Regions from separate parts of the Mus musculus genome. Here regions 2, 3, 4, 5, 6 and 7 are each linked to region 1. Evidence: chromatin contacts called from public ChIA-PET, HiChIP or PLAC-seq and promoter capture Hi-C data. All regions are on one chromosome and are shown on one strand. The core of a region is the stretch at or near the end of the contact, and the rest is flanking DNA. Distances in the headings are between cores, read along the strand shown.

Region 1 (3,195 bases), core at 317-2,816:
CTGTGACTCTAGAGAACCCAGACTAATACACAGAGTGAGAAAACTTACAGGGAAAACTCTCACCAGACTATGAGAGTTTGTGCAGCCGATTGCCACGAACGCCAAGGAGCAGAGACAGGACAGATTTTTGAACTGCTCTTTTCAAAGTGTCTGTAATCTGAGAGGACAGGATTAACATTTTAGAGACTTGCTTTACCTGTTGTCTCTGCGCTAGCAAAGCAGAAGAAAGAAGTCAGTCATTCCAGAGTACGGCCACGTCTCTCATGTCATGTGGTCTGCTCAGTCTCCGAGATTCTCGTCTGGTGCTCCCCCTCCCCCACCCCGCTCCCCCATTGCTCATTCCTGTCCCTTCTTATTCTCTGTCTAGTTAGGTTTGCATACTCCCAATGCCAGTGAGTCTTGCATGCCTCTCAGAGCATCCTTAGTCAGATTTAACTCTGAAGAGACAAACCAAGCGGTGTGTCCTCCTGACCCACTAGCATAGTTGCGGCCATTTTGTTCCATGCTTGCCAGCTATTTCATATTGTTGCTGTAATATGCCTACCAGCCTTTGACATAGAAAAATAGTTTGACTCAGAGAAGGGTCATGCTGGTCACATCCCCTGTTATGTTCTGTATGTCCTGAGGTTTGTTAATCTTAAGGAATTCCACAAAGCTTTACATAGGGCCCATCAAATTAAAGGTCATTATGAACTGTTATGTCAAAAATGGCTTAAATCAGACCTGATCACCTGGCAGAACTTCCTGCACCTGAGAAAGATCTCATTGTCGTTTGTGTGTGTGTGTTTTCCTTTATAAGCTGACAGAAAAAGATAATGTAGTTCAGATAATTCTGAGCTATGTCCATGATCTAATCAGTATTAGGGTATAAATTCAATAATCCGACTCTCAGACCCCAACACTGAGCTATTGACAGTGTGTATGTGCATGGATTCCTTTCTCCGGTATTAAGTACAAATGCTCTTAGAGAATAAAGTTCCCTTATCCTTCCCTCCTGTCCCGTGTCAGAATGAGACGTAAGAGACAGTACAAAGAGACAGTAAGGTGGAGAGATATCTAACACTGCATTTAAAAATATTCCCAATGTGCTAATTATAATTATTCTTCAGAGCGTTTGTATGCATTAGCTCACTTCATTCCTGCAAACAACTTTGTGAGGTGGGTACTATTAATTCCATTTTCGGACGAGGACGTTTGGTAGATGTTTGCATAAGTTACACTTTAATAGCTTCTTCTGAAGGGAGACACCGCAGACTGACGGGTACCCGAGGGAAGACTGAAGCCGACCGAAGCAATCCCGCAGAAAGTGAAGGAAGGCAGAAGTTTCTCAGACAGGTAGTGGCTCACCACAACTTTCAAATCTGCCCAGCCAGCCCGCCAGGGCGTCACAAAAGCCCGTCGCTCCACTACTAAGCCACGCCCCCAGGCTGGTTGTTCTCTGAGCTTCCAATACTTCCCTTCTTCTCTCGGACTCCACCCACTTCGGCAGGAATCATTTCCGGGTATGTTGGATCCCGATTGGTCCAGAATCCGGAAGTGAGGGCGGGCGGTGGCGCCGTTGCCGCAGTGACAGTACGGGGGAGTGGGAAGATGGCGGCGTCGCGTCGCTCTCAGCATCATCACCACCATCATCAGCAACAGCTCCAGCCCGCCCCAGGGGCTTCGGCTCCGCCACCGCCACCTCCCCCGCCGCTCAGCCCGGGCTTGGCCCCGGGACCCACCCCTGCCTCGCCTACGGCCGGCGGCCTGGCGCCCTTCGCCTCCCCGCGGCACGGCCTGGCGCTGCCGGAGGGGGATGGCAGCCGGGACCCGCCCGACAGGCCGCGATCTCCCGACCCGGTGGACGGCGCCGTCTGCACCGTGGCTGCTCCGGCCGCGGTCCCGGCAGCTTCCGCCGCCGTCGGGGTCGCTCCCACCCCAGCCGGCGGCGGCGGCGGCGGCGGGAACAACTCCGCGTCGTCCGCTTCTTCCCCGACTTCGTCTTCGTCTTCCTCCCCGTCCTCCCCTGGCTCGAGCTTAGCGGAGAGTCCCGAGGCGGCCGGAGTTGGCTCCACGGCAACTTTGGGAGCCGGGGCGGCGGGCCTCGGCCCGGGGGTCCCAGCCGTGAGTGGGGCCCTGCGGGAGCTGCTCGAGGCCTGTCGGAATGGGGACGTGTCCCGGGTGAAGAGGTTGGTGGACGCCGCGAACGTGAATGCCAAGGACATGGCCGGCCGAAAGTCTTCTCCCCTGCACTTCGCAGCAGGTCTGTCTGGGACTTGAGAATTGTGGTTTACGGGGTTCGGAGCGGAGGGTGGGTGATTGGACCCAGGACAAAGAAGTTACAGGTTGTTAGCAGGACTTCACCCCGAGAGCTGAAGTTTTTAGTGCATGGGTGGTGGGGACTTGGAAGCGGGGACGAGGTGTGAATTCACCCCTCAGTGTTTGCAACCGTGGTACTTCAACTTATGCAAACTCTGTGTAGCGGTCAACCCTGGATGTGGGCATGCTTAAAACTTTTTCAGTTCAGAGTGTGCCTGCCTGGGACAAGTTGCATTTGAGTCGCTTTAGGGACAGCTTTGTCGTTCGTGAGACAGTTTTGTTTTTGTTTTTGTTTTCGGCACGGTTTTGTCCCCGGAGGACAGACAGTCCCGGGCCAAAAGAAGTGTACGGTAACTCAACAAGTGTTTTAAGAATCTCTCATATTCTTAAGATACACAACGCAAGACAATGGGGTTTGTGAAACGTCACGTTTTCTATGAAGTCGACTGTCTGTTTGGAGAGACTACAGCGGGCCAGTCGGAGACAGTAGTGATAAGGGTATTGTGTGCCTTATGATAAGGGGCAGAGAGAGACAGAGAGCGAGAGAGAGAGCGAGAGCGAGGGCGCAGCTTTGAGGTCCATTGTGTATTTACCTTGTCTCTCAGCTCATTTTCTTAGAGACAAAGATGAGAGGTTGTTTGAGCAAGGATCTAGGAAGAAGTCTCTGGCGGGGAAACTCTCCACATAGGCACTGATTGCTAAATGCTGAACTGAACTTTTTTTTGCCCCATCCCCCTTCTGAGTATGTAGTTGTTTTCTTTTTGAAACGCAGAATATTTTTATAAAACACAGAAATGTAGAACAAAACTAAAAGGGCTGTAATCTCACTGCTTTGATACTTTTGGTTGATTTTTTTTTTTAAATATAGGTGATGCCCTTAAAACAGTACCTTTGAAG
Region 2 (3,195 bases), core at 381-2,880, 860 kb before region 1:
GAAGGTAGAGGGGTTCAGGGATGAAGGAACACACTTGTCACTGCTAAACGGTCAGTTTGAGTTTGGAAAGATCCAGAGTCTGTAGCTCTCCAGGGATGCAGTATGATCTACAGCACTGAACAGGCTGATTTTAGTAAATAGTTTTAATTACAGCAAATTATATAAAAAATACATTTCCATTGTAAGAAATATATAGAACAGAGAAAAATATGTTAAGAAAGCATTTTTCAAGGAAAAGCATGACTCTCGCCCAATATAAAGTGAATATGTTCTAAATATGTAAAGGTATTTAAGGAGAATGTGAACAGCTCATACCTAGACCAACAGGAATGTTAAGATGAGTTTGACAGGCAGTGCCAAAGTAGGTGGTATTCAATGAGCAAAACATATTACGTTATTGTGGGTAATTATACGCTCATTATAAAAACCTTTTAAAAAAGAAACCTAAGCACGTGGATTGTAAACATTGTATTCTGTCAAATTGGCTAATTAAAGGCTGCACACTAAACCAGTGACATCAGGGATCACTGGCTCCTGCCTTTGCCGATGCAGATTTTCAAGCTGTCGTTTTTAACCAATCAAGGTGAATATCGTGCTCCTTCTAATTATATTTCATTGGTTACAAATTTGCCCTTTTCCATGAAAATAAAAAAAGCTAATTGACATTCTTTGGATAATAACCAATTATATTCCATCCTCGCAGAACCTCTGGGTTTCTCCAATACATCATAGGCCCGCCAAGTTCTGAACGGGAAAATCGAGTCAGCCTCTTATCCACTTGAAAAAAAAACGGTTTGTTATTAATTTTTAAATGTATTCACTTTACATCCCAAACAGCTCCCCTTCTCCTCCCAGTACCCCCATTTAGTTCCTTCCCTCATTCTCCTCTGAGAAGGGTGCCACCCCCACCCCCCAACACACACACATAAGTCACTGCAGGACTTTACAAGACTGAAGAGAAAACTCTTTCGCAACTCTTCAACCCAGAAATACTCTCCCTTTCATATGAGTTAAACTTCAGGCAGAGCGTGGAGACTTTATTAAGCAAGTCTAGCAAAGTTTCCATAATGCAACTGTTTGGATACACCCTGAGCCTGGAAACCGTGGTGCACACAGGTCCCGTGCATCCTGAGCGCACCACTGTGCCCTACGTGGCTGCAGATGGCAGCGCAAAACTTTCGAGGGATGCTGGTCACCAGCTGGGAGTGAAAAGAGACTTGTGTTGGCAGGGCCCACGGGCAGAGTTGGGGAGAATTGGAGGCAGTGTAGGGACGCTTTGCTTTCTGACCGGACCTGAGAAGGAAAGGGAAGAGGGGAAGGTGTAGCTAGGCGACAGGTGAGACGACACTAGCGGCCCGCCCCCTTTGTCCCGCCTACAAGCGCGCAGGCAGTGCGAGAGAGCGAGGGCGGGGCGACCTTTGCTCGAGCCCTAAACCATCCGGGCGGGCTGGGAGGAGTGGCCGGGCTAGGAGGAGCGGCTGGGCTAGGGTGGGGTGTCCGGGTCCTCAGAGTCCGAGGTCGCCTCCTTGCCAAGTGGCCCTGGCGCTCCCGCCCCTCCCACCCGGTAGGGTTTGGCCTTGGGGGCCGCACCTGGGCGCGCGGTTTCGGTCTGACCGGACTCGGAGCTGGTTTCGATTAGGGACAGCGGCTGGGCGAGAGGGCGGAGCGGTTGGGACGCGAGAGAGGAGGGGACTTGGTGTGAGAGGCTCAGTGGGGACAGTTCCGCGCGAGAGACAAAGAGCGCCCAGAGAGCGCAGCGAGCATCGCTGCTACCCAGCCCGGCAACCTCGCAGATTCGAGGACAGGGTGCGCAGCGGAGCAGCCACAGCTGCTAGGGACCCAAGAGGCTACGCAGGATGCGGACGCCGGTGGTGATGACGCTGGGCATGGTGCTCACGCCCTGCGGGTTGCTGCTTAATCTTGTCAGTACACTGGCCCCGGGCTGGCGGCTGGTGAAGGGCTTTCTGGACCAGCCAGTGGACGTGGTGCTGTACCAGGGGCTGTGGGACATATGTCGCGAGCAGAGCAGTCGCGAACGCGAGTGCGGCCAGCCCGACGAGTGGAACTACTTCCAGACCCAGCCTGTGCAGGTGGCCCGGGGACTCATGATCACGTCACTGGCCACTACCGCCCTAGGGCTGCTGCTGGCTTCCCTCGGTGTGCGCTGTTGGCAAGATGAGCCCCACTACGGGCTAGCGGGCCTCTCTGGCGTGGTGTTTTTCGTCGCTGGCCTCTTCAGCCTCATCCCGGTCTCCTGGTATAACCACTTCTTGTCAGATCCCGACGTCCTGGCCGCCCCGAGCTCGCCGGTCACGGTGCAGGTCAGCTACAGCCTGGTGCTGGGCTACCTAGGCAGCTGCCTGCTGCTTCTGGGCGGCTTCTCTCTGGCGCTCAGCTTTGCGCCCTGGTGTGAAGAGCGTTGTCGCCGCTGTCGCAAGGCGCCCCCAGCAGGCCCGCGCCGCAGCAGCATCAGCACCGTCTACGTGGACTGGCCGGAACCAGCGCTCACACCTGCCATCAAGTACTACAGCGACGGACAGCATCGGCCTCCTCCCACCGCAGAGCACAGGGACACCAGCAAGCTCAAGGTTGGATTCCCGATGCCACGACCGCCACCCAAGTCCTACACCAACCCGATGGATGTGCTTGAGGGAGAAGAAAAGAAGACAGCCACCTCCCAAGGTGGTTCCTCCTCTCGCAGCACTCGGCCCTGCCAAAATTCGCTGCCCTGTGACTCCGACCTGTAGACAGGGTTCACCTGAGCTCTGCCTGGAGTCTGAGGGTGACTTGAACTTCTGCCAGTACATCTGCAACTAGAACCCTGGTCGCCTTCCTCTAACTGGAGGGCAAGCCTTCCTTTTCTAGGGCCAAACTCCTCTCCAAATACTAGGTTGGGTTCATTTATCTTTTAAGGAGTTTTACTTTTCTCTCCAGAGGGACCAGGTCTTCTTATGCAGTGACAAGAGTGCGTAGTGTTTTCTTTGCATACTGTTCATCGCAGTAGCAACAAAATTGCAATCAGCCAACAGGCTTTAAAACGTCCCTGAACGTACAGTATTCTAAGTTACCGTGAGCCTTCACAAACATCATTCTCGAGGTTTTTTGCTTTTCTCCCTGCTTCAGTCTCCAGAGAACATAAATGGCCAAAAATGTTAAGTCTGGCTATATTTGAAGGTTATGACATAAAGCCAGCAG
Region 3 (3,195 bases), core at 327-2,826, 860 kb after region 1:
GCATACATAAAATAAATAAACCTTTTAAAAAATAAGAAGAAAAGAAAAAAAAAAGTATAAATGGGAGTTCCAAGATCTACTCTAAAGTCTAAGACAAACTCTGTGGGCTACAGACATATGAAGTGAAGAATCTTATCCTAAAGGCTTAGAACACAGTTTCAAAAGAATTGTGACAGGAAAGGCCCCCACAGGTTTAGGGAGATTGAGGAAGTAGATACAGGAAGCACTAGACAGGAAGACCAGAAAAGAACCTCCCCTGTCATACTGTATTTAAAACACTAACATGGAGGACCATAAAAGAAAAAAAAAAGTGTATTTAAAGTGCAAGAGAGCATCACCACACCACATCACCTGAACAGGTGTGTCCCTCTGAATGAAGGTAGGCTGTTCAGCTGAAACTTTAAACGTCTTGCAAGAGCTCACAATGATGTATTTCAAAGTCTGAAAGTACTCTGGTACTGCACCCACTAAACCTACGTGTTCTAGCTAAAGGAAAAATAAACACTTTCTACTGCAAAAACAGACTCAAAGCTGGGCAGTGGTGGCGCACGCCTTTGATCCCAGCACTCCGGAGGCAGAGACAGGTAGATTTCTGAGTTCGAGACCAGCCTGGTCTACAGAGTTAGTTCCAGGATAGCCAGGGCTATACAGAGAAACCCTGTCTCAAAAACCAAAAACAAACAAACAAACAAACAAACAAAACCAGACTCAAAGAACACATTACCACTAAGCCAGGTCTACAGAAGACCTGAAGGAATCTTTCAGATTGAAGAGAGAAACAAGTCCCTCTGAGAAATCATAAAAAAGAATAAACCACACTAGAAAAACTGTTAAAACAATACAACAACCACTATAAAAACCAGGAAAATGGCAGGAGCCATAACTCTGAGTAACCAAGGGTGACCTTGAATTTGTGATCCTTCCTGGGCTGGGTTTATGGGTGGGTTCTGCCATGGCCAGTTTCGTGTGACTCTCTGGAATGAACTCTGGACTTCATGCATGCTAAGCAAGCACTGTACCAACTGAGCCAACAGCCCCAACACACCCCCTTTAAGATATTTCTTGGTGTGACTAGAAATTGCTTAATTAAGAAACAGATTGTCCCGGATAACCAGGAGTGGGCCAGATTCAATCAGTTTAAAGGGTTCAGAGCAACACTGAAACTTCCCCCCTGAAAAGAAGAAATTCCACCTGTGGGTAGCAGCTTGGCCTTCCAAATGAAAAAGTCCCAGCTTGATCTACGGGTTTCGAACTTGCACAGCAGATCCCTAACTAATTCCTAACAAAACCCTCGTAATTCATATCTCCTGCTGGTTTTGCTTCTCAGAATGAATCCTTATTATGCCACCTGGGTCCTACGTAGCAGTAGTTGGGAGATGGAAAGACAGCTTGGTTTCTTCAAAGTTTAATAGCGTGAGATGACAAAGCCTCAGAAGAGCCAAGCACACACACATACACACGCATACGCGCGCACGCGCGCGCTTGTAAAGAGACGTTTAAAAACTGGATTTGATGTTCAAAAGAGATTTTGACAGGCTTAGGGAGGAAGTTAAACGTAGAGTGAACTTAACGATAAGGATCAGGGCTGATGGGGTTAGGATAGACTTGGTAAACACTGTCAAGTGGAAAAAACGACTTTCCAGGAGGCAGAAGCGAAGCAAGCCAAGCCAACCCCGAAAAGCAAACCATCCTCAGCACGCAAGCGCGAACCTGGAAAGCAGAAGGCGGGTCTCTCAGGCCCCGCCTCTCCCAGGCCGTGCCAGGCTCTGCAATCCCATGCAGAGATCATCGCTCTAGCCAGGCTGCAAAAATCGATCTCAGCTCTTCCTGAGACCCGGGCTTGACGATGGCGGAGAAGACGCAAAAGAGGTACGTGTTAACACCTCCGCAGGGGCAGAACCCGTTTCTGGTCGCGGCGTGGGGGCACTGAGACGGTGTATAGGTGGATGGCTCCATAATCCCATACCTGGCGTCCGTGGGGTGTGGGGGCGGAGAGGGTTTGTTCCGTGACCCCCACCCATCCCAGCACGCCTGCGCAGACTCCATTGGGGCTGCGTGGGGGACTCAGGGAGGCTGAGGGAGGTTGTGCGGGCGAGAAGGCTGCTCAGCGGTGGCTGCACCGTCGGCCCTGCCTCTGATCAGGAAGAGGGAGGCCTGGAAGAAGACACTGATGCTGTCATCCTTATGTCAGTGCCTGAGAGCCCAGGGCCGGCAACTATGGCTTTTCCTGTCACAGTCTTCACCAGTGAGAGCCGTTGGTGGAAAGAGACCGCATGGATAACAGAAAAGCATAGGGATTCATTTGCCGTTGCCTCCTTTGTCCTGGGATTAATGTCTTGAGATATACATATACATATACAGCTGTATGTATATGCATGTATCGGTGTTAAGGTGTGTGCGTGTGAATGTTGTCTCTCAAGCCAGAAGAGGGCGTGGATCGCCCCGGAAGCAAGCATTCAGTTATCACAGGACAAAGATCTAGAGAGACAGGGTGTTTCTGGGCAACTTTCGGCTCAGAATCGAGAATACTGGTGTCAGAACAGTGACGCCCCAGGAATAAACTTTGCTCTAAGAACTTTGTGGTATGCATTATCATTTGATGGTCTGTAGAAATTCTAGGGTTAGTGTCCTGATGAGTTCTAACTGTCAGCTTGAAACAACTTAGAGTCATCTGGGAAGAGGGAACCTCAATTGAAGGATCGTCCATGTCGGGGTGAGTGTCTTGATCTGTGATTGAGATGGGAAGGCCCATCCCACTGTGGGCAGAGCCATCTCCAGTCGGGTAGGCCTGGGCCATTTAAGAAAGCTACTTAGCAAGTGGGCCAGTAAGCAGTCATAGTTCCTGCCCTGAGCTCCCTGGGCATGGTGAGCAGGAAGTGTAAGGCGAATAAACCGTCTCCTCCCCACGCTGCATTTGGTCATGGTCTTTATCACAGCGACAGAAAGCAAGACAGAACAGTTAGAATACTGTTAAGAAATAAAATCCAAAGCTGTTTTGTTAAGCATTTAAAAGTATATGTGATTTTGGCCTAATAGGCTGTGTGCCACTTAAGAAGTTCATAATACATTAAACATTCTTACCACTGACTTGCTATTTTTCCATGAATCTCTTAAAACCTTTTTCTTAGCTACAGAGTCAGCATAGCTGTATTAAAAACTTTTTTTCATATTATTTTTTGGTGGTGTGAATGACAC
Region 4 (3,195 bases), core at 434-2,933, 800 kb after region 1:
CGGAGGAGGCGCCCCTGCGGCACTGGCAAACCTCTGAGAGTGCTCTGAGTATGGCGGGTGCTCAGAATACGGCGGAGGCGACCCCTGGCCATCGCTGAGGAACAGCTTGTAAACCGCAAAGGCGAGAACAAACAGTACTGCAATGGTAATAAAGCCACAGGAATCTGAGGAGTACAGCTTGTGATAATAATCAGAGAAGCCCTGGTGCTTTCCAGACTCCTTCAGTTTCTTCAGGCCCAGCTCTGTGTAATCTAAGTTGTACTCCAAGCCGCAGGAACCCCTGAGGACATACTGGTCTTCAGAGGACTCGTAGCCTTCACAGCTCACCACAGTTTTGCCAAATTTGTATGCAATATCCAAGTCGGTCTTACATTCCCACTGTGAAAGAGAGAGCGTCAACGTCAGAGACTAGGTCTACTGGGTGCTTCTTAGACTGCTGGCGGGCGGGTACACGAGCACTCACTCTGTCGCTTTTCCTTATTCCCCAGATGGCACATTGCACATCCTTCTGTACGTGTTGTAGGGGTCGGGGGAGGTAATTGTTTTTGTTTTGTTTTGTTTTTAGAGTCAAGGTTTCTCTGTGTAGCCCTGGCTGTCCTGGACTTACTTTGTAGACAAGGCTGGCCTTGAACTCACAGAGATTAAAGGTCTGCACCAACACAGCCAGCAGATGTAGTAATCTGAATAGATTTGGCCCCTATAGACTCATGAATTTGAATGCCTGGCCCATAGTGAGTGGCACTAGTAGGAGGTTTGGCCTTGTTAGAGGAAGTGTGTCACTGTGGGGGTGGACTTTGAGGTCTCCTATGCTCAAGCTATGCCCAGTGTGGCACACAGACTCTGCTGCCTACAGATAAAGATGTAGAGCTCTCAGCTCCTCCCACACCAAGTCTGCCTATATCCTGCCGTGCATCCCACCATAATACTGACTAAACCACTGAAACTGTAAGCCAGCCCCAAATTAGATGTTTTCCTTTATAAGAGTTGCCATGGTTATGGTGTCTCTTTACAGCAACTAAGACAACACATGTCAGTTATTCCACAATTTATAAAACAAAGGCAAATCTTCAAACTATCACCTGATTGCCACTGTTGTCATAGGTACATCCTGTACAGCTAGATGGTTTAGATGTTAATCATTAAAGAATCAGTATCAGGGAAGAACCCCCTAACTGGTTATCTAATACCACCTGGTCAGTTCTAAGAATACACATGCTTGCAAAAGTGAAGGGACTCAGCACATTGTATTTAAATATTAATTATGTATATTGTATATTATTGTATATATACAGTAATAACAACTAAAGGGGAAAAGGCCGTGAATTCAAGGGGAGTGTGTGAGAGGACTTAGAAAAAGGAACGGGAAATGATGTGAACACAGTGAAATGGTTGTTAAACAAGCGTCAGATAAATAAGAGCTAATGATTTCTGCAAAGCAAAACTTCCCATGCACGTTTTCTAAAAGCATGGACTGACTTTACAGGGGCTAATCCCACATAATCTTCTTTAACTTTTTTAAAACAATATTTATAAAACTCCAAAAAGAGTCCATGATGCTTACATTTTACAGGGGGTGGGGGGGTGGGGGGAGAAGAGACCTAGAGAAAACAGGGTTTCAGCCAGAGATGACTGCCCAAAGGCTCAAGTCCAAGGCCAGCTGAGGCTGCACACCATGTTTCAGGCCAGCCAGGGAACACAGAAATATCTCTCATCAAAACAACAAAACTCAGACTGGAGTGTAAGGCAGGCAGGGGCTGAGCATGTACAACATCCATGTACAACAGCACCATCAAAAACTAAGTAGACAGATAAGATGTTTTCCTCCCAAGGTTTAGAGGTACAAGCCAGGCCAGTGTAACCGGTTCTGTTGGTTGTGTTTTGTTCAAATTCTCTTTCAAGTTCAGGTGCACTGTTTTACTGTTTATAATAAATAGCTAGGCTGAGGTGTAATTCGACAATCCCCAAAGAAACCTCAGCCCGTGCACAGCTGCCACTTCCCCTTCCTGGCCCCCACCCTGTCTGCTTTACCTCCCCCTACTTAGCCATTTCCTGTGAGGAGACTCCAAGGAGTCTGTAACTGCTGTCTTCCTTCAGCAGAGCATTTTCAAAGCCCACCCGTGTTACAGTATCAAGCAGCACCTTGTCCTTCCTAATGACTTAAACAACACTCTACCTTAGGAATGGACTACACTGTATGACTCATTCCCAAAGGACATTCCAGCTGTCTCTAGGTTTTAGCTATTTGAATATTCCTGCAAATATCTTTATAGATTTGGGGAAGAAATGTGTCTTTAGTTCTCTTGAATACATAGGAGTATATGTATGTATAGGAGAGGCATAATTAGGGCATCTTTCTTTTTGTTTTCTCTCTCTCTCTTCCTCCCTCCCTCCCTCTCTCTCCCTCTCCTCTCTCTCCCCCCTCTCTCCCCTCTCTCTCCCCTCTCTTTTCTTTTCTCTCTCTCTCCCTCTCTCTCCCTCTCCTCTCTCTCCCCTCTCTCTCTCCCTCTCTCTCCCCTTTCTCCCCTCTCTCTCCCTCTCTCCCCTCTTTTCTCTCTCTCTCCCTCTCTCTCCCTCTCCTCTCTCTCCCCTCTCTCTCTCCCTCTCTCTCCTCTCTCTCCCCCTCTCTCTCCCTCTCTTCTCTTCCCTCTCCTCTCCCCTCCCCTCCCCTCCCCTCCCCTCCCCTCCCCTCTCTCTCTCTCTCTCTCTCTCTCTCTCTCTCTCTCGCTCATTTTGGAGGCTTTTAAGACAGGATCTCACTATGAACCTCTGGCTGTCCTGGAACTCACTCTGTAGACCAGGCTGGCCTCCAACTCAGAAATCCACCTGCCTCAGCCTCCTGAGCACTGGGATTAAAGGCGTGGGCCACCAAACCCAGCTTTGGGGCATCTTTCTTGATGATTTCTTTCAAGCCCAAATGTTTTTTATTTACATAATATGCTATTTTTCTTTTTGTTGCTGTATGCCTCTAATCCCAAGACTTGGGAAGAAGCCGCAAGGAAATCACTATGAGTTTGAGGTCAGCCTGGTCCACACAGCCAGTTCCAGGCCACCAGGCCTACAGAGTGAGACTCTGCTTAACCTCCATCTTGGAGGGAAGCTCGTTAATACACAGGCTTAAGTTCCAACTACAGGAGACACATTCCATCCTGCAGAAAAGCTCGCTAAGCTCTGAAAGTAAACACCCAGGCCTCAGCT
Region 5 (3,195 bases), core at 302-2,801, 790 kb after region 1:
TATAAAGATGTAGTGTTATGAGAAAACTCCAATAAGGTGAGAAAGACCTAAGGCGTAAATAGAGAGTTGTAATTTCTAATAGAACATGATTTTTTTTCATCCTTTCACAACCTTCTGCATGTAAACAATGCATCTTTATCATATGTCCCATAACACCCCCCTATCCACTCCTCCTAGGAGTCTACACACCTCCTCCCCACAAATACCCCCTATCCCCCCCCCCACTTCCTCCAGGAACCGGCAGAGTCTCTCCCACACACCCCACGCCCTCTCAATGTGTGCCTATCCCCCTTCACAACCATTGAGTGCTATAAGTGCTGCCTGCCAGGATGCTGGCTGGTCTTGTTGACTTGATCATGTCCCCGTAACCATAGTTATCATGAGTTCAAAAGTACAATAGCTGTGTGCACCCCTACAGCAGCGTTTCACATCCCTCCTCCCCATCCTCTGGCTCAGACAGACTTTCTGCCCCTTCTTCCTGAGGTTCCATGAGCTTTGGAGAAGTGATTGATGCCCCATTTAGCACTGAGCACTTAGTGTGAGCCACCTGGTGACCAAGCTGGGGAGACATGGGAAGGCTTGTGCTGCAGCGTAGCATGACCTGACCTAACTCATGCAAGTTGTCTGTCAGAGGACACAGGACTGAAGTGACCGGGGACAGCTTAGACAGTAACAGAAGAGTTGAGAAAGACTCCAAATACACATATATTTTGATATTTGGGAAAGAGTCAGATCCCATATGACTGAAAGTGTAAAACTAGGGATTAGGGAGATGGCTCAGTCAATAAAGTGTTTATCTCACAGCATGAAAACCTGAGTCTAGGGGGCTGGAAAGATGGCTCAGTGGTTAAGAGCACTGACTGCTCTTCTGAAGGTCCTGAGTTCAAATCCCAGGAACCACATGGTGGCTCACAATCATCCATAATAGGATCTAATGCTGTCTTCTGGTGCATCTGAAGACAGCTACAGTGTATTTACATATAATAAATAAATAAATCTTAAGAAAGGAAGAAAGAAAGAAAGAAAGAAAGAAAGAAAGAGAGAGAGAGAAAGAAAGAACTTAAGTCTAGATCCCCAGACCTGCATAAAAGTCAAACGCAAGTGTACCCACCTTCAGTCCCAGTGCTGGGGAGGCAAAGGCAGGAGGAGCCCTGGACTTTACTGGCCAGCTTACCTAGCCAAATACTTAAGTCCCAGATTCAGTAAGAGAACCTGCCTCAAAAATTAAAGTGGAAATCGATTGACGATAGCTCTCAGTGTCAACATGTGGCCTAAAGAAAGCGGGCACACACCACAAACACACATCATTTATAGCAGATGTTACCCCTATTACCATGTCAGAGAACTTTTTGTATAAAAAGTAACTTTAGAAGAAATAACTTATCGCTCATAACAGTCTGCAAAAAAATTATCTACCTAGAAAGTCTACAACAGCATAACCTGATGTACATTAACAGTTTAAGATAGAAATAAATAAATGTAGTTAAAGGGATTACACTGTCCTGCAGTAGGAAGTACTACTTTGCAAAATGGACCATTGCTGCCCTCTAGTGGCACAAGAAAAACATGAGCTTAGAAACCAGGATAGCCAATGCCTCAAAGAAATACACGTTTTCAAATGTGGGTTTTCTTTCTACCATGAGTTGCTTTATCACAACTTTTTCTTCTTAAGACATATTATTTTTCTTTTATGTGTATGAGTGTTTTACTTGCATGCATGACTGTGTACCATATGCATGTCTGATGCCCACAGGAGTCAGAAGATGTTATTGGATCTCCTGAAACTGGAGTTGCAGATTGTTGTAAGACACCATATAGGTGTTGGGAACTGAACCTGGGTCTTCTGCAAGAACAGAAAGTGCCCTTAACCGCTGAGCCATCTCTCTAGCACTCCAATTTTCGATAGGTGATATTATGAACAACTGTATAACATGGAAACCAGGCACTGCCCTACCCATTGATTAATGTATGACAATCACTATAGCTATAAAAGCGAGTAGTGAAGTCTGAATGTATGTGTGTGTGTGACTCAGTACTGAAACAAATGCTTGCCACAGGCAAGACCCTGGGTTCAGGTCCCAGCAACATCAAGAAAGAAAAAAAAAAGGAAGACAGACAGACAGACAGTTATTAGCAGTGATATCAACAACCTAAATCTCTCCTGTGTTCATAACAAGCACACACACAGACTCACAGTCACACAAACTGCACACACACATTCTCTCTCTCTCTCTCTCTCTCTCTCTCTCTCTCTCTCTCTCTCTCTCTCCCTTCTTCCCTCCTTCCCTCTCTCCCTCTTTCTCAGTCTACAATCCAGGATCTAGCCTTCAGCTACCGTTCCAGCACCATGTGTGCTGCCCTGCTCTGCATCAGCTCCTGCCTCCCGGTTCCTGCCCTGCTTGAGCTCCGGTCCTAGCTTCTTCCAATGATAAACGGTGCTGCGGAAGTATACACTAAATAAGCCCTTTCTCCGCTGAGTTGCTTTTGGTGATGTAACCCTAACCATGACACCATCCTCCCCTTCCTCTTGTAAAAGGTGCCTCAACATCCCAAAGGCAGCATTCGTGAACCCAAACGGTTTCTGAGAAACGTAGGTGCATTTCCTTCTGTTAGCCTGTTGGATATCCTAGAGAACCCCCTTCCTCCCTCTTGGGCAACCTTTGATCTCTACAGACTGTAAGCAAGGGTGTTCCTGAAGCCACTTATTAAAGCCCTGTTATGGGCTCCCCCCAAAGCAATGGCTGCCTATTCACCCTAGATTTATTCCCTGAAGAGCATGGAGGCTGTCTTACTGAGACAAAGATGGACTTCATCGTGACTCAGTTACCCACCCATGCAGAAAGTTGGAAGACTGTGTCCAGGTGGCAGGTCTTCCGACAGTCACGTCCTGAGTCCACATTTCGGCATGGATCTCAATATTCTACAAACCCAAGCAGCACATACACTGAAGATATAAACTGCACTCATCTGGCCAGGCAGTGATGGCACGTGCCTTAAATTCCAGCATTTGGGAGACATAGGCAGGTGGATTTCTGAGTTCATGGCCAGCCTGATCTATAGCATGAGTTCCAGGACAGCCAGGGCTATACAGAGCAACCCTGTCTCGAAAAAAACAAAAACAAACAAAAACTGCACTCATCTGACACCGTTGTCTGGAGTGGCCATGGCATAAACATGTGTCCAAAATCTATCTAC
Region 6 (3,195 bases), core at 413-2,912, 760 kb after region 1:
AACAGTGCGAGCCAGTACCCTAAATGTGGGAAGCCACATGTGCCGTTGCTGAGTGGCACTGACTACTGCTGGCCACCACACATAAGTTTGGACAAACAACCAATGTGTACATATGCAGTAAAGTTTTTTGCAAAGACACTGCCTGGCCCGGACATGATAATGAGGTTCTGTAAGGTACTGAGAGTATAACCAATCAGATGTGAGACATGCAAATGAGGTATGATAATGAGGTTCTGTAAGGTACTGAGAGTATAACCAATCAGATGTGAGACATGCAAATGAGGTATGATAATGAGGTTCTGTAAGGTACTGAGAGAGAGTAACCAATCAGATGTGAGACATGCAAATGAGGTATGATAATGAGGCTCTGTGAGGTACTGAGAGAGAGTAGCCAATCAGATGAGGAACATGCAAATGAGGCGTAGTGCATAACCAATCCAGGTGTGAGACACGCCTCTCCTAGGCCTATAAAAGCAGCACCAGTTCTGGGCTCAGGGTTTCTTCGCCTCTGCAATCAAGCTCTCCCAATAAACGTGTGCAGAAGGATCCTGTTGCAGCGTCTTCTTGCTGGTCAAGTCCTGCGTGCACAAGACCTAAATACCCCCACGTTGATTTGTCCATGACTGAAAAGCAACTAAACTTGGAAGAACAACAAGCAGTTTCAGGGGCACACAGGGAAGGTTTTGATTGACACAAGAGATCACCGGAAGGCATCTAATTTCTTGTCCTCTTTATAAGTCTGGGTTAGCCTGTTTACCACCTTTGCCAGGGTCAGCAAAGCCCCTCCCTGTTTCCCTTTTGTTTACTGGCCTTTGCTCAGGGAGGTGACCACACTACCAGCTCCCACCCAAGACCCTTCAATCTGTGGATAAAAGACACACACAGTTTATTCCTCCACAGTTTGTCTTCTTGACACAATTGCTGGGCTCAGATATCTCTCACCTAGAAAAGCATGCCCTTAGCAATTTATTATCTCCATCTTTCCACCTGCCCTAAACTTAGTGGCTAGTCCCATCTAGCCCCTGCCAAACATCCTTGTCCACCCGCTTATAGCAGAGGCTGCAGGCCCTAGCTGCCCCCTCCCTGAGACCTTACATGGTTCTTGTGTTCTTCGTCCTCCAAAGCATGGTAGAAAAGCCCCTCTCTGTGTCCCTGCCTTTTCCTCCTGGAACCCAGAAGTTCTGCCTGTACCTTCTACCCAGCAATTGGTCCTGGCCTCCTTTATTGACAAATCAAGAACCAATTGGAGAACAGAACTTTAGCATAAGCACCACCCCCTTCATTAGCCTCCAGGGCTTGTTCCAGAAACGGAATTCCCAAGTCCAACCTACAGCCCTGGCTTTGGAAGAACCACCAGTGAAACTCAGTGATTACTCTTCGACCACAGACACCAACCTACACCCTCTTGCCAGTCCTTCTTGGTAGGAAAGAGCAGGGTCAGACATTTTACCAACTTCTTCATTTTACAAGGAGAGAGGGAGAGACTCAAAACCACAGGCACTGAGGAGCCCCCACATACCACCACACCACCCAAGACAAAACTACCGACGCGGCTAAAGTGCGAGCAAGGCAGAATTTGCCCTGACATACAGAAACAGCAGCCCCGGTGATGCTTAGATGGATCTGGGCAGTCAGGAAGGTGGGCTGGCCTCACGAGCTCAGTGCCAGAGGAGGAAGGAGGCTCTTTCCGCTGACTCACTCCCCTGAATACTGCAGCTGTTCTTGTCTCTACCCCACGGCACACCTACCATTTTTCTGGTTTGGGTTCCAACCTTAGCAACTTGCTCCAGTAGATACTAGCACCACCTGCCCACTCAGCAAACCTGCACCCAAAGGACAACATCCGTGCAGCATTCTCTGCACCGCCTTTTGCTGAAGCCAGGATGTCTGCAAAAGCAGAAATGAGGCGCTGCCGCGAGCGGGCTTCTGGCAATACCGTCACCTACTAAGCCTGAGTTTGCACTGGTTTCATCAAGCCCCAGCTCCAGCCCAGTGACAGAGCCCTCAGGAAACAGGTGGCAGGTGCCCCACACTCAGAGCAGAGGAGACAAGCTCTCCTTGTAGGTTTCTTGGCACCTCCAACAAGGCCACACCTCCCAATACTTGCAAATAGTGCTACTCCCTGGTGACCAAGCATTCAAATCTATAGTGTGTGGGGGCCACTCTTATGCAAATCACCATACCCTGCAAGATCTCAAAGCCCACAAAGTGAAGACAGAGGCCCAGGCAGGAAAAGCTTGCCAAGGAAGGCATCCTGGCTGGACAGTGGGTTCCTCTGAGAAGCCAGTCTCTGGCGCAAGCCGTGGCTTGTCCCAGTGTAGCATCTCTTCACATAGTTCTCCACACACACAAGTCTGCATGTTTGTTGTATGGATTTGTTGGCTTGGTTCGCTTGAGTGTTTGTGCTGAAAGGACTATTCAATGGCAAGCAACTGTGTTCCACCCATACACATGCCCTGCCCCGATACCAGCTCAACCATGATGCAGCCCCTGGATAACCAACCTTTAATCACTGGAGCTTTCTGTGTGGAGAGAGTCATGAGGTGGACCTGGAGCCACCTAGAATCTAACGTGAGAGACAAGTCCGGCCACCTGATTTCATCCCGGGGGTGGGGGGTGGGGGGGGGGTCACACGGTAGAAAGAGAAAACTAACTCCCCATGGCAGGCATTTACCCGCATGCAGTATGCAAGTAACTAATAAATGAGTGCAATTTTAATTTTTTAAGTAGAGCAGGCAACTATAGGTAATATATGTACATTGCTTTACGTAGCTCCGTGACACAAGAGATATTTTTTTAATCCTTTATTTTTTTAGTCAAATTAAATCCTGTGAGACCTTCCTATCCAAATGTGATTTAAAAGTTCACTTGGGAGCTGGAGAGATGGCTCAGCGGTTAAGAACACTGACTGCTCTTCCAGAGGTCCTGAGTTCAATTCCCAGCAACCACATGGTGGCTCACAACCATCTGTAATGGGATCCGATGCCCTCTTCTGGCATGTCTGAGGACAGCTACAGTGTACTTGTATACATAAAATAAATAAGTCTTAAAAAAAAAAAGTCACTTGGGGAAAAGAAGGTTGGGGGAGGGGTGGGGACTGTCTTTCTCTTTCCCAAGCTCATAAGAACCATGGTGCTTTGTGAGCCCAAAAAGAGAAGACAGACAACCTGCTTGCTCAGCACTTCTGAGCTCCAT
Region 7 (3,195 bases), core at 247-2,746, 740 kb after region 1:
TGTTTTTGTGAGTTCACATATACAGCACTTCAGGGTGCTTCTTGCTGTTATAGGCAACCAGAGCTCAATCCCAGGACCCATGGGAACTGTAACCCCAGGAGGTCTGACACTGGACACCCACACGCAGGAGGCACACACTCACACAAACACATATCCATACACAGGAATAAAAATAAATCCTTTAAAGGACCTTGACCTTGCCAGGCTAGTGTGGAAGGCTAATCTGCTGTCCATTGCACTGTGGGAAAGCCATCCCTTCTCTGTTGAAATCACTGAGGTATAATGTAAATGGGTCTGTACTTAAATGTTCAAAGGACCTTACCGTAACAAGACAGATCCTCTCAAGACCTCCCATCTCTTGAGATATATAGGTTAGTGTCATTGTAGCTAAAGCTGATTCAAAGTTCAGGGTTAGGTTTCTTTGAACATCTATAATAAGCATCAATAGCACCAGTTGGCTTGGCGACATAGAAGCAGGGGAGATTATACAAGGTCCTATCCCTAGAGGAAGAGCTACTGGCAACTAGTGACTGCTAAGAGAGAATCATTCTTCCTTGGGATGAACCCCCAATTAGCTATTCATTACCAACTGGTCAGCCCTAAACACACACGCACACACACACACACACACACACACACACACACACACACACACACGAACAACACTAAACATACTCAGTATTTTTGCATATGTGTATGTGTGTGTCTGTATGTATATGATACTAATAATTAAAGGAAAAGAGGCCATTAATTTGAGAGGGGAGTGGGGATACATAGTACCAGGTGAAAGAAGAAAAGGGAGAGGAGAAACTGTGTAAATACAATACACATATGAAACTTTAAAATAATACTTAGAGGATAAATTTTTATTTAAAAATATGACCTATGCTGTTTTCAGTAATTATTTTACATGCACACACACTTATTTTAGAGAAATGTCCCCAGAAACAAATAATACTATAAAAAATGCAGCATTCAACAGCATTAAACTGTTAACCATTTATTACTTTATAATTAAAAAAATGATGCTCAGTAAGTTGAATACCACCTAAGGTTGGGGCCAGTGAGCTGGCTGAGTGGGGAATGGCTTCCTCTATCAATCCAGAGCCCATGAAGTCCGTCCATCAGGATCCATATTGTAGAAAGAGAGCCCTCTACCTATATGACATGGCCCATGTTTGTGGAAACGTACACACAGAGAGAAAAATAACATTAAGTGGTTCTAATTAAATGTAAGGTCTTTTTTTTTTTAACATAAACAGCTGGTTCTTGACAATGAGATGGAAACACACAATGCCCTACCCACTGACCACAGCTCCCCATGGAAGACCAACCTACGTTAATTCACAGGAAAAAGATCCTTGAGAAGTTGGCCCCACAGACTCAGTGGACTCCGCCCTGCTTGGAACAATGGTGAGTTCATAGCTGTCTGCCTTTGCTTCCTCTGTACTAAATATAACCCAAGCGTCACAGACCTGGTGGCCAGCAAGTGCTGCAAGTGCTGCCTGTGATGTCATATAGTCTCTTCACCAACATGACCTAAAGAGACAGGAGTCAGGGCTGCTGGCTTTAGGCATGTGAAGTACAAATACTGAGGCCCAAACTATAGGCCTCATCAAGTAGAATAAATGTGAAAATGCCTACACACCAGCCAGGTGGGATGGTACACACCAGCAGAAAGACCCTGTCCCACATTTTTTTAAAAGGCACAGTGGCCTACACCTTTAATTTCAGCACTGAAAAAGCAGAAGCAGGTGGAACTCTGAGAGTTCAAGGCCAGCTTATTCTACATAGTTTCAGGACAGCGAGAGCTACATAAGGGAGAGAGAGAAAAACAGAGAGAGAGAGGAGAGAGAGAGAGAGAGAGAGAGACCCTGTCTTGGGGGCAGGAAGCAGTCAAAGCCAGCAACAGGGCTGAGTGGTTAAAGACTCCTGCGACCAAGCCTTATGGCCTGAATTTGATCTCATGAATCCACATGGTGGAAAGAACAGAGTCCTATAAATTGTTCTGTGACCTGCAAAAAACTCATGATCTCTCTCTCTCTGTCTCTCTCTGTGTCTCTCTCTGTGTTTCTCTGTCTCTCTCTCTGTCTCTCTCTGTCTCTCTCACACACACACACATATACACACACAGAGAGAGAGAGAGAGGGAGAGGGAGAGGGAGGGAGGCTAGGAAATATGTACCACTACCACGCCCCAATAAAATAAATAAAATGTAATACAAATATTTTAGAAAAACAAGTGCCTTATTCTGTAAATAAATAAAAATCCTACATACAGAATTAAAGAGGTTCCTTCTTCCATGGAATGTGAGGGAAGACTGAGGCTCAGAAAATGATTATATGAGCTACTCATTAGAACATTTAGGAAGGAGCCAAACACGTGATACTGTTGGCCTTTTGCCATCAAAAGCATATAACATGGCCGACTGAAACTTCTCAAGACACCATCTCAAAAGCCATGTGTCTTTACCTGGGCAGGAGACTCCTTGCTTAGCTGTTTCTGTTGCTAGCCTTTCCATATTGGTAGCTGGATTAGTTACTGTTTCTTCATTGTGGTGACCAAATACCTGCCATGAAGCAACTTAAGGAAGAAAGGTTTGCTTGGGCCTCCCGTAGGAAGAGATACAATCCATTCTGGTAATGGGATCGTAGGTGCCTGGTTACATTGTATCCACAGGCAGGAAGCAGAGAGCCGTGGAGGCTGGTGGTTGATTTACTCTCTCCTTTTCTTTCAGACCTGGATCCACGTAATGGTGATGCCCACCTATAGGGCTAGTCTCACCAGTTCAACTAAACCAACCTAGACACTCCCTCCTAGACTTTCCCAGAAGTTTATTTCCTTGGTAACGCTAGAGCTTGTCAAGTTGGGAATCAATGTCAATCATAACTAGCCCCGATCCAATGTGATAAATGTCCTTAGAAGAGGAGGTTAGGATACAGGTGCGAATGCATTTGGGGCAAAGCCCACAGAGGACACAGTGAAGGATACTGATGTCTCACATCGCTAGAGGCTTTTATAAGAACACTTGTCATTGGATTTAGGGTCAACTTCGATAATCCAAGATAATCTGTTCACTTCAAGATTCTTCATCTACCTCTTCTCAGGTAGGGTAACTGTCAGAGTCTGAAGATTAGAGCTCATCCTTGTTTTTACGATTCAGCTCACTGTTCCTTCCCCCTATCTTAAATCAGT

Evidence for each region. Promoter capture Hi-C pulls out the DNA fragments that hold promoters and counts their contacts. ChIA-PET counts read pairs in DNA pulled down with a chosen protein or histone mark. HiChIP or PLAC-seq counts read pairs in DNA pulled down with a chosen protein or histone mark.
Region 2: a promoter capture Hi-C map of the 3T3-L1 cell line shows a contact between it and region 1, with 2.5 times the contacts expected there. The contact joins the promoter of Cldn23 here to the promoter of Tnks in region 1. A contact is called at or near these places in 1 of 39 promoter capture datasets (the 3T3-L1 cell line) and 1 of 115 datasets of contacts at active chromatin or transcription factors (pro-B cells).
Region 3: a contact with region 1 is called in a promoter capture Hi-C map of hematopoietic stem and progenitor cells, with 2.8 times the contacts expected there. The contact joins the promoter of Dctn6 here to the promoter of Tnks in region 1. A contact is called at or near these places in 5 of 39 promoter capture datasets (the C10 cell line, cranial neural crest, embryonic stem cells and 2 more), 4 of 484 Hi-C or Micro-C datasets (B cells, CD8 T cells, memory CD8 T cells and 1 more), 7 of 115 datasets of contacts at active chromatin or transcription factors (astrocytes, bone marrow-derived macrophages, embryonic stem cells and 3 more) and 2 of 9 other capture datasets (adipose tissue and macrophages).
Region 4: an RNA polymerase II ChIA-PET map of memory CD8 T cells shows a contact between it and region 1, with 6 times the contacts expected there. The contact joins the enhancer-like site here to the promoter of Tnks in region 1. A contact is called at or near these places in 2 of 39 promoter capture datasets (embryonic stem cells and hippocampal neurons), 14 of 484 Hi-C or Micro-C datasets (the Ba/F3 cell line, CD4 T cells, CD8 T cells and 10 more), 12 of 115 datasets of contacts at active chromatin or transcription factors (the 230-238 cell line, acute myeloid leukemia, bone marrow-derived macrophages and 8 more) and 4 of 9 other capture datasets (adipose tissue, embryonic stem cells, liver and 1 more).
Region 5: a contact with region 1 is called in an H3K4me3 HiChIP or PLAC-seq map of bone marrow-derived macrophages, with 4 times the contacts expected there. The contact joins the enhancer-like site here to the promoter of Tnks in region 1. A contact is called at or near these places in 6 of 39 promoter capture datasets (the 3T3-L1 cell line, cranial neural crest, embryonic stem cells and 3 more), 7 of 484 Hi-C or Micro-C datasets (CD4 T cells, DN3 thymocytes, the G1E-ER4 cell line and 4 more), 8 of 115 datasets of contacts at active chromatin or transcription factors (the NIH/3T3 cell line, acute myeloid leukemia, bone marrow-derived macrophages and 5 more) and 1 of 9 other capture datasets (embryonic stem cells).
Region 6: a contact with region 1 is called in a promoter capture Hi-C map of neutrophils, with 2.7 times the contacts expected there. The contact joins the enhancer-like site here to the promoter of Tnks in region 1. A contact is called at or near these places in 6 of 39 promoter capture datasets (the C10 cell line, cranial neural crest, embryonic stem cells and 3 more), 1 of 484 Hi-C or Micro-C datasets (CD8 T cells), 17 of 115 datasets of contacts at active chromatin or transcription factors (acute myeloid leukemia, bone marrow-derived macrophages, craniofacial prominence and 12 more) and 3 of 9 other capture datasets (adipose tissue, embryonic stem cells and macrophages).
Region 7: an H3K4me3 HiChIP or PLAC-seq map of bone marrow-derived macrophages shows a contact between it and region 1, with 3 times the contacts expected there. The contact joins the enhancer-like site here to the promoter of Tnks in region 1. A contact is called at or near these places in 7 of 39 promoter capture datasets (the 3T3-L1 cell line, the C10 cell line, cranial neural crest and 4 more), 1 of 484 Hi-C or Micro-C datasets (CD8 T cells), 13 of 115 datasets of contacts at active chromatin or transcription factors (acute myeloid leukemia, bone marrow-derived macrophages, double positive thymocytes and 10 more) and 3 of 9 other capture datasets (adipose tissue, embryonic stem cells and macrophages).

The regions. Positions count from the first base shown.
Region 1 is chr8:34,964,061-34,967,255 of GRCm38.p6, reverse strand. Tnks (tankyrase, TRF1-interacting ankyrin-related ADP-ribose polymerase) reads left to right here and starts at 1,566. Exons shown (of 27, transcript NM_175091.3): 1 at 1,566-2,242. The coding sequence starts at 1,591.
Region 2 is chr8:35,824,994-35,828,188 of GRCm38.p6, reverse strand. It overlaps Cldn23 (claudin 23), which reads left to right and starts at 1,630. Exons shown (of 1, transcript NM_027998.4): 1 at 1,630-3,195. The coding sequence starts at 1,857. The coding sequence ends at 2,747.
Region 3 is chr8:34,107,093-34,110,287 of GRCm38.p6, reverse strand. It overlaps Dctn6 (dynactin 6), which reads left to right and starts at 1,576. Exons shown (of 7, transcript NM_011722.4): 1 at 1,576-1,869. The coding sequence starts at 1,847. It also overlaps a transcript of Mboat4 not described here.
Region 4 is chr8:34,162,324-34,165,518 of GRCm38.p6, reverse strand. Saraf (store-operated calcium entry-associated regulatory factor) reads right to left here. Exons shown (of 6, transcript NM_026432.4): 3 at 1-378. Among named protein-coding and RNA genes, the nearest start is that of Mir6395, 2.8 kb to the left of the region's middle. Within about 2 kb of position 1,683, at least 67 of the 459 cell types and tissues checked have an H3K27ac peak or open chromatin away from gene starts, as enhancers often do. A contact at or near this core is called in CD8 T cells, the HPC-7 cell line, Th1 cells and 4 more, where this site is marked.
Region 5 is chr8:34,178,432-34,181,626 of GRCm38.p6, reverse strand. No RefSeq gene overlaps it. Among named protein-coding and RNA genes, the nearest start is that of Gm33638, 6.8 kb to the right of the region's middle. Within about 2 kb of position 1,551, at least 2 of the 459 cell types and tissues checked have an H3K27ac peak or open chromatin away from gene starts, as enhancers often do. A contact at or near this core is called in bone marrow-derived macrophages, where this site is marked.
Region 6 is chr8:34,206,733-34,209,927 of GRCm38.p6, reverse strand. No RefSeq gene overlaps it. Among named protein-coding and RNA genes, the nearest start is that of Gm29243, 8.5 kb to the left of the region's middle. Within about 2 kb of position 1,662, at least 70 of the 459 cell types and tissues checked have an H3K27ac peak or open chromatin away from gene starts, as enhancers often do. A contact at or near this core is called in CD8 T cells, acute myeloid leukemia, bone marrow-derived macrophages and 3 more, where this site is marked.
Region 7 is chr8:34,227,927-34,231,121 of GRCm38.p6, reverse strand. No RefSeq gene overlaps it. Among named protein-coding and RNA genes, the nearest start is that of Gm29243, 13 kb to the right of the region's middle. Within about 2 kb of position 1,496, at least 16 of the 459 cell types and tissues checked have an H3K27ac peak or open chromatin away from gene starts, as enhancers often do. A contact at or near this core is called in CD8 T cells, bone marrow-derived macrophages and memory CD8 T cells, where this site is marked.